Regions from separate parts of the Hordeum vulgare genome. Here region 2 is linked to region 1. The links are chromatin contacts, called in public Hi-C maps. All regions are on one chromosome and are shown on one strand. The core of a region is the stretch at or near the end of the contact, and the rest is flanking DNA. Distances in the headings are between cores, read along the strand shown. Region 1 holds the start of LOC123437395 (monosaccharide-sensing protein 2-like). Region 2 holds the start of LOC123437427 (probable E3 ubiquitin-protein ligase ATL44).

What was found. Hi-C and Micro-C count contacts between places; a contact is called where the count stands out from the background.
Region 2: a contact with region 1 is called in a Hi-C map of seedling, with 3 times the contacts expected there. The contact joins the promoter of LOC123437427 here to the promoter of LOC123437395 in region 1. A contact is called at or near these places in 4 of 6 Hi-C or Micro-C datasets (leaf, seedling and an unstated tissue) and 1 of 1 datasets of contacts at active chromatin or transcription factors (embryo).

The regions. Positions count from the first base shown.
Region 1 is chr1H:364,791,110-364,795,789 of MorexV3_pseudomolecules_assembly, forward strand. LOC123437395 (monosaccharide-sensing protein 2-like) reads left to right here and starts at 2,522. Exons shown (of 6, transcript XM_045115706.1): 1 at 2,522-2,728; 2 at 2,951-3,051; 3 at 3,464-4,030; 4 at 4,103-4,680. The coding sequence starts at 2,970.
Region 2 is chr1H:364,936,702-364,941,381 of MorexV3_pseudomolecules_assembly, forward strand. LOC123437427 (probable E3 ubiquitin-protein ligase ATL44) reads right to left here and starts at 2,125. Exons shown (of 1, transcript XM_045115709.1): 1 at 1-2,125. The coding sequence starts at 967. The coding sequence ends at 221. It overlaps LOC123437411 (putative pentatricopeptide repeat-containing protein At3g25060, mitochondrial), which reads right to left. Exons shown (of 1, transcript XM_045115708.1): 1 at 2,229-4,680. The coding sequence starts at 4,565. The coding sequence ends at 2,514.

The sequences.
Region 1 (4,680 bases), core at 1,272-3,771:
TCTCCTCACACACACCCAGTTTTATATTTCGTTTTAGGGGGTAGTTTCTTTTGTTAAACTGGCTTTGGTAATGGTAATACCTTCTGAATAAAAGCAAAAATATTTATATTGTATATTTGGTAAGCCATTGAATGCATATTCAACGCATATAGTACGCTTTCATGGAGGAATCATGGTATTTTACTATAACAATATACAAATCTTGGTAAACCACTAAATGCGAATCAACAACTTTATTTCGGTAACGAAATTTATTGCGTGTAGCAACACACGTGCATAGCTAGTCGATGTTGAATTACGAGGATCGGCGCAACTAGATCTATATTCATTATGAAGAGTCATGCAAAGAAAAAGTTTACAAGAGAACCAACCATTCTCAGGCATGTTTTATTAAGACGGACTATTATCACTCCACAAAACGAGATGGCGTTCTTGTTGATAGAGAGATGCATATCTTAAGTTTGAAACCCCTTGGGTTTGTTCTTTACTAGAAGGGTTTTGCGCGCTTTGCTGCGTCATTGATGTTGTTGGATTTCTAATATAAATAATCACTATATTTCAAAATGTAAGATGTATGATTTTTTTGAAAAGATAACCTTTTAAGTTTGATCGAATTTGTAAAGGAATATATCAAAATTCATAATATCTAGTTGGTATTTTTAGATTCATCATAAAATGAATTTCCATACTTTATTTGTTTAATATTGGGATGCAATATTTTTGCTCTTGACTTGGAAGAATTAGGGAACATAGTGAATAAAAAGAATTGAATGGAAGAGCTTGGAAAATTGTTGACCGAGTCAAAACCAGATGACCTAATTCGAAATTGAATACCTCAATTAGTTGTGAGGCCTTAAAAATTTGGAAGCATAGTGTATAGTATAGAGAATTGAAGAAGAGAGCTTTAAAAAATTGTTTACCCGGTCAAAATCAGGTGACCCAATTCTAATTGGAGATCTCAATTAAATGTGAGCTCTTCAAAACTAGAAAGTTTAGTGTTGTAGAGGATTAGAATGCATTAGGAAAACATATAACCATGTTGACATGTCTCGTCAAATATTATCTACATAGTCTATCTAAGTAGTATGAATTGAATTTTTATTTCAAGTCCAAGTTTCTTGATACATACATAATCCTTGTGCGCCATCGGGTCTCATTGGTACATATGACCACATCATATCATAATACCATCTTGTAGTGTGGCCAATAACATGCAGATCGAACACCTGATGCATGATATGTGAGCCTATAATGAGCCGATTGATCGTGATGCTTTGTCCCATGAAAACAACTTGTTAGGTCATATGCGTCCACGACACACTCCGCGAGACATGGTTGATGGACTCCCACGATGATGACGGTGGATGACACATCTATATTTGTTTGCCGCCACAAACCTCCCTTGTCCATCTTCCATGATTCCCATCTAGGAAGCATGATGAGACCGTTGAGACTAAAATCACTCTATCTCCGTCGAAGTAGATTTAACCGTAAAAGATAGAAGTTAAAAAAATGAAGGATGCAAGAAACGAGACAATCGATTTGGATCAATATTTTGCTTCTTCGATATTGATCGGATCGGCTACAACCTACAGTAAACATATTCGAGTGTATTTCCAACACATGCTTAAACTTTGTTCATAAACCTCCTCTCAAGCTTGGAACCCAAGTAAGACCTTAGGCAAACATCTTTATTCATTTTTCCGCCGAATAACCCACAAGAAAAACATGATTTGTACATTTCTATACATAAGAAAGAAGTTGCCCGGTTTATTAAGGAAGACCGGACAAAAACTAAATACAAAAAATACAAAGACCCCCACCGACCGCCAAAGACGACGAAACTCAAGAGCAACACACCACCACAAGCGCGGACAACCGAGCGACCACCCGAAGGCGCCGCACCAACACGCCAATGGTGGGAGAGAAACCCAGCCGCCACGGGAGGAGCGGGCTTGGGCCGCCCAAACACGACACCACAAGAGCCCAGTCATTCTGCATCGTTGATTCTTTCTATATACGCCCGACCCCTCACCACCATCATGCAAAGGGAGACACGATTCAAAACACAGAACATGGAGGCCTGTAAATTCCGTATAGCGCCCCCTGCTGCAAGCTGGTACACTACACCCCCTTGGACTCTAGCAGCAGGGGCCATTAGTTTTGGAGCGGGCATGTGACAGCGCATCACGGATCCTCCGTAAAAACAAATCAATTAATCGCACAAGTACAAAATGGCTAGTTGTCCTGCACGAGACGAGAGAGAGAGGGGAAGGTTGGATCCGGGCTCGCCCGCCCCGTTCAATAATTCCCATATGCGGCCCTGCCCCTCCCTCGGGCCCGCGACGGGCCCGCCCGTCAACAGACGCCCCACGCACCGCCTCACCCGTACCGCCAGCTGACGCGTGGCCCCGGGGTCGTTCGGCCCCGCCTGGCAGCGTCGTGGCGGCTCGGCAGCGGGCCAGCGGCGCGCGGAGGAACACACCACTAGAAAAATCGGAGCCTGGCGCACAGGCCACCAGATGATAGTCGACAGAGTCCCCACCCCACACTCCCTCATATCTCTCCCCACTCTCGCCCCCGGGCGAAATCGACGCCACAGCGGGAGGGAAAAGCTTCCGGGGTTGGCAGGGACTCCCCCTCTTATACGCCTGCCCGGCCCGCCAGACTCCTCACAGCTTCTCCCCGTGCCCGAGCGGAGATCCCGAGTTCCGGACGCCGACGTCGGGTAAGCGCGCGCTTGCGCCCGCCCTCGGCCGAAGCTCTTTCCCTGCTTGTTTTCTGCGTGCGTGTGGGGGTAGAGGCGGCCGTGGCCGGCTGCTTGTGTCGAATCTGATTTGTTTCTTGGGTGTTGTTGTTGTTGTGGTGGTGGTCGTTGTTGTTATATCTTGTTACGAGCTTTGCGGTGCTGACGAGTTCTGTTGTTGTTGGTGGTGATTGTGCTGTGCAGGTGGTAGGATTCGGCGGCCATGTCGTCGGGCGCCGTGCTGGTCGCCATAGCGGCGTCCATTGGGAACCTGCTGCAGGGGTGGGATAATGCGACCATTGCAGGTAATTCGTCCGTGCCTCCGGAAAAAACAGCCGGCCTTTCGACGCGGTTGGGAAGATACTCTTTGTGTTGCTGCGCTTCCCAGGGGCCCGTGTTAGGTGGCGGCAATTATTGGGAATCTTGCCGGCTCCGATCATGACGGATTTGGCGGAGCTGCTTGTAGTAGTACTAGTAGCAGCAGCAGTAGTAAAAACAGATATTCTTTCTTGTTCTACAATCTTTTTAAATCGATCAGGCGGCTGAAACGAAATCCTCGCAAGATTTCCGAGTTCTCTGAACGGATCCGTCTCATGCGCGATCTGGGCATCTGAACCATGATAATTCAGTCCGTGTCAACATGTTCTGAATTCTGAACTGATGCAGATGCTTTGACTTCACGCTGACCATGTTGACCTGCTGGTGTGATCTCTCCAGGTGCCGTCCTGTACATAAAGAAGGAGTTCAGCCTGGAGACCCAGCCCTTGATCGAGGGCCTCATCGTGGCCATGTCGCTCATCGGGGCGACGGTTATCACGACGTTCTCCGGGGCGGTGGCTGACGCTGTTGGTAGGCGGCCCCTGCTGATCGCCTCGTCTGTCCTCTACTTTGTCAGTGGCCTGGTGATGCTCTGGGCGCCCAACGTCTATGTGTTGCTCTTGGCCAGGCTCATCGACGGGTTCGGTATCGGTTTGGCAGTCACCCTTGTCCCTCTGTACATTTCGGAGACCGCCCCGACTGACATTAGAGGGCTGCTGAACACGCTGCCGCAGTTCAGTGGGTCAGGAGGGATGTTCCTTTCTTACTGCATGGTGTTTACCATGTCCCTCATGCCGCAGCCTGACTGGAGAATCATGCTTGGGGTTTTGTCGATCCCGTCGCTTATGTATTTTGCATTGACTGTCTTTTATTTGCCCGAGTCGCCCAGATGGCTTGTGAGCAAGGGAAGAATGGCTGAGGCCAAGCGAGTATTGCAAAGACTGCGGGGAAGGGAAGATGTCTCAGGTTTGTCTGTCTTACTAGTCTGACAGGCATAAAATCTCTGATGGTTTTACTCATGTGCGATTAACTGTGCAGGAGAGATGGCCCTTCTTGTTGAAGGATTGGGTGTTGGAAAAGACACACATTTTGAGGAATACATAATTGGACCTGATGATGAGCTGGCTGATGACGGGCTGGCTCCAGATCAAGAGAAGTTGAAACTCTATGGAGCTGAAGAAGGGGTATCTTGGATCGCCCGTCCTGTTAGGGGCGGCGGCCAAAGTGCACTTGGAAGCGCTTTGGGCCTCATGTCTCGTCATGGGAGTATGGTTAGTCAGGGTAAATCTCTTGTTGACCCCCTTGTCACTCTCTTCGGAAGTGTCCATGAGAAGATGCCTGAGGTAATGGGGAGCATGCGGAGCACCTTGTTTCCTAACTTTGGCAGCATGTTTAGTGTGGCTGAACAGCAGCAGGCTAAAGCTGACTGGGATGCTGAGAGTCATAGGGATGATGAAGATTATGCATCGGATCATGGTGCTGATGACATTGAGGATAACCTCAATAGCCCGCTTATTTCTCGTCAAGCGACAAGCGTGGAGGGTAAGGAGATTGCTGCACCTCATGGAAGCATAATGGGTGGTGTGGAAAGAAGTAGTAGCATGCAGGGAGGGGAC
Region 2 (4,680 bases), core at 875-3,374, 150 kb after region 1:
ACATCCACACGTACTGGAGGAGTCGTGCAAGTGCAGGGCCAAAAAGGTTGTAGGAAAGAGTCACATTCACAGCTCTAATTATTCTCCTTTCCATTACTTCAGAAGAAAAACTTCACTGCGGCAGTACTGCAGCGTGGGCCACCAGCAGAAAGGGGCAGCTCAACTACCCACACCGACCTGGACCCACCCGCCAGGGGACATGACGCTTCTTCTACTGCTACTACGGCAAGAACCCCCCGCGGCCGCCGCCGCGGCTGCCGCCGGCAGACGAGGAGGAGGCGATGACGGCCTCCAGGATGGTCTCCTCGCACTTGCGGCACCGCTTGGGCGGCGCGGGGTCGTCGAGGACGATGGGGCGGCGGCAGGACGGGCAGGAGGAGTTGGAGCGCAGCCAGGTGTCGACGCACTCGACGTGGAACCCGTGGCCGCACTGCGGCATCACGCGCACCTCCTCCCGCTCGCCGAACTCCGTCAGGCAGATGGCGCACTCCGCGAGGATCCCGTCCTGTCCCTCCTCCTCCTCGCCCCCCGCCACGGCGCCCCTCGCCGCCGCCGCCGCGGCCACCGCGTCCGCGTACGCCAGCTTCGGCAGCGCCTTGAGCGCCTTCTTCTTGAGCCCCTTGATGGTGGTCGTCACGCTGCCCCCGGACGCTCCTGTCGTCGTAGTAGTCGTAGCGCCGTGGTTATGCCCGCCGCCGGCCCCGCCGAAGGCCGCCAGGGCGTGGGCCGGGCTACCGGACGGCGAGGAGGGGTGGGCGTTGGCGTTGGCGTTGCGGCGGGAGCGCGCGCACCGCGCGACGGCGGCGAGGCCGACTACGCAGATGAGCGCGCAGAGCAGGGCGGCGAGGATGACGACGACATCTGAGCTGACGCCGGCGGGCGGATCGGCCGGGGGGATTCCCGGGATGCGGCCGGGGTCGCCGCTCTGGAGGAGACGCCTCGAGGAATACGGCGATGGCCGGAGCATCGCCCACGTTCGTCCAGCGCCGGTGGTTGGAAGGGGCCTTTTCCGCTGAATTAAAGTTGTGGCGAGACGCGAGAGAAGCGAAAGGGGAGGGTGGTGGTATTGGCAGGTTGCGATTGTTAATGGCGGGCGGGTATGCGTCGTAGCGAAGCTCCCGTGGCAATTTCCCGCGGGTATTGTCGACCAGCTGGAAATCTCAAAAGGCCCACGTGGACGCGCCAAGATAATTAGAGATTAAGATTTTTTTCTAATTTCATTTTTGGGGGATATTAATGTTTATTTTCGAATGATGTGGTTTCATTCTGCAATGAAATGAAACCGGCGAATCTTCTGAAGAAAGGAGTTGCGCTGTAGTCGGACGCGAAATTCCGCGTCGTGCGAAAGCCGGCGAGTTTGCACTCATCGGCAAGTCAACGACGGGGCCAAACCAGAGCTGCACGATCAAGCGGAAAAACGATCCCAATCATGAGCAGCGGATGCCCAATTGCTAGTAGTTGAATCGCTATAGCTATAGCCTAGCAGCCTCGAGCAGCGAGCGGCATGGCCATGCTCCCACATGGGGCAGGTGAGGTCCATCCGACCCGCCACTCCTACTCCTTCACAAGCAAGCGTTCCTCTTCCTCACCAACTAGCAGCTCCAACGAACGCCACGACAGTCCAGCCAGCGTTATCTGGACCCTCTTCCCACGTCAAGATTCGTAGCGATCACGATGAGTCCACAAGACGAACCCCCGGAGAAAAGCAACGCAAGGCAAAGCAAAACTTTGCCACGCTTCGGGTCGCCTTCCCCCGCCCCGCGGCAGGAGACGCCCGCGGCCACTCCGACGGCGACGGCCACGCTCGCCGACGGGGCACTACCGCTACGAGGCACACCGAAACGATCGCGAGGCCGGTGCGTGGACTGACGACGGTGCGGAGAAGGCTCGGGATGGCGCGCCGAGCACGGGCGGTGCTGACGTCGCGATCGGGACTGGTGTTGGTGGTGGCGGTAGAGTCGTGGCGCCGTAAACCTCGACGACCCACCGCTGCGTCATGTATTCAGAGGTACGGTCGCCTACAACTCTCGCCACAATTTCAACAGGGGTGACGACGCAGACGCAGTGCATATGTGGACTTGTGGAGCTGCACTCGGGTGCCACTTATTTCAGCAGACAATGACTGATGAGAGACGTTTGCACAGTTATTATTCTGCTTATCCTCCCTACGGTGTCAAATCCGATCAGGTTGCTTGAGAAGCATGAAAGATCTAGAGCCTTCCTTCAAATTTTCTGAAAGGTAGCTATCCCGGTTTCATATATGAAATCTGGTCAAAATCAAATCACTGTGTTGCAGTTGCACAGGAGGACAACTGGAACTGGCACTCACCTATTATATGCTGATCCACGTCAGTCAGTCAACTCCGCGTATCTCTATCGAGCATTCGAGCTACACCCGGGCTTCATTAGCTTCCGCACGACCTTGTCCCAGTTCATGGTAGCGGCATAAAGATTTGAGACCAAGCAAAGACGGAGCTGATGGGCAACGGACAGGTTGTGTCGCGAGACACCCTTCACCAATAATCGCCGCAGGAGCAGGCTCCGTCCTTGAAATGGTGGAAGCGTTTGGCGTCTCGCACCACGATCTCCCTGTCGGCGATCTTCGACATGTACTTGATGGCGTCGTGGCAGTCGCCGCAGACCCTGAGGTTCTTTATGACCACGAGCCTCGTCCCTGGGCTGGTGTTCAGAAGCCCAAAGGCGATCGCCAGCCTCTCGCTGTGGCGGCTCAGAAGCTGCTCCTTGACGCCTTCCTCGAGGTCATGGTACACGAACTCCGTCTTTGGGATGTAGCCCATCTTCCTCATCTCGGAGTCGAGCTTCGTGACCATCTGTAGGATCTGTCTATGCTGAGGATGGCTCTGATCTTCCATGACGAACGTGTGCAGTGCTCCGCGTATCTCTATCGAGCTACACCCGGGCGCCTTCTTGCTGCCGTGGTCCTTCATTAGCTTGCGCACTTCCCTGACCTTGCCCCAGTTCTTGGCGGCGGCATAGAGATTTGAGACCAGGGCAAGGACGCCAACATCCCCAGGTTGTAGTTCAAGGATCTTCTCTGCTGTGTTCTCTCCAAGTTCCAGCTTCTTGTTGTTCAGGCAGCCTGAAAGTAGAGCGACCAGAATTGAGATGGTTGGTTTGCTGTGCAATGATGCCACCAGGCCATTGGCCTCTTCAACAAGACCAGAACGAGCTAAGAGATCCACTATACACACCAGGTGTTTCTCGGCAGGTTCAATTCCATACTCATTAACCATGCAATTGAACCAGAATTTCCCTTCTTCTACGAGACCGGAGTGGCTGAGAGCCGACAAAAGAGAAGCAAATGTGGCGTGATCAGGTCTCACTTCGTTTTTCTTCATTTCTTGGAACAAAGAGAGGGCATCGCGGCCTCGTCCATGAGCACCGTAGCACGCAATCATCACATTCCATGAAATCAAGTCTCTCGAGACAACCTTATCGAAAAGCATTTGGGCGCTTGCCAGGGAGCCGCATTTTGAGTACATATCAATGACTGCTGTGCCTACCATACAGTCAAGCTCAAGCCTCCTCAAGATGAAACCATGTATTGACTTCCCTAGCTTCAAGAGTCCAAGATCAGAACAAGCTAATAGTGCACCAACAACTGGCCCTGAATTGGGCTGAAGACCAGAGGCCTGCATCTGTCTGAACAAGCCAAGTGCCTCATCTGCATTCCCATGCTGCGCAAGCTGTGAGATCAGCGCGCTCCAGGACACATCATTCCTGTGCGGCATCAGCTCAAACACCCGGCGCGCCAGATCAAACAACCCATTCTTCGCATACATGTCCACAAGGCTTGTCGAGATGACGACGTCCATCCGCATAGCATGCCGCAGCAAGTACCCATGAACTGAGGCCCCCATCCGGACATCCCCTGTTGCTGCACAAGCCTGCATAACCCCAACGATAACCACTTCGTCTCCCTCCAGACCGTCCCTCCTCATCCTCATGTACATCTCAATCGCCTGAACTGGCTGCCCCGCGTTCACGAATCCGGTAACCATGGTGCTCCAGGTGACGCGGTCCCTCTTCCGCATTCGGTCGAACACCTTGACGGCATCGTCCATGGCGCCCCGTTTCGCGTAGAGGTTCAGCAGGGACGAGCACACGAAGATGTCGTTCCCGTACCCTGCCCCGGACGCGCGGTCCGTGACGACCTCCCCCGTGGCGAGGTCCCCGAGGCGCGCGCACGCGGAGAGCGCGAGCGTGAAGGTGGTGCTGTCGGGGCGCGCGGCGGGCGGGAGAGCGCAGAAGACACGTAGCGCCTCGTCCGGGGAGGCCCCGCGGGAATGCGCCGCGAGGAGGGCGTTCCACGCGGGGATGGAGGAGGGCGACGTGGGCGCGGTGGCGAGCGTGGACTCTGCGGCCGCGAGGTCGCCGGCGCGGGCGTACGCGGTGGCGAGGCAGGATGAAAGGATGTGGTGGCAGGAGGCGGAGGAGGAGACGATCAGGAGGGCGTGGAGGCGCGTGAGTGTCCGGAGCGCCGGGCAGGACGAGAGGAGCCGGCGGAGGCGGCGCGGGTCGTCGAGGATGGGGAGCGGGTGCATAGCAGATTAGCATATGGAGCAGGAGAGTGGCAACCGGAGGAAAACTGTTTCAGGTGGAAAAGCTAGTTTGCCGCGCTGCTCCAAGCCTTAGTGCAACATTATTTATTTTTGAAAT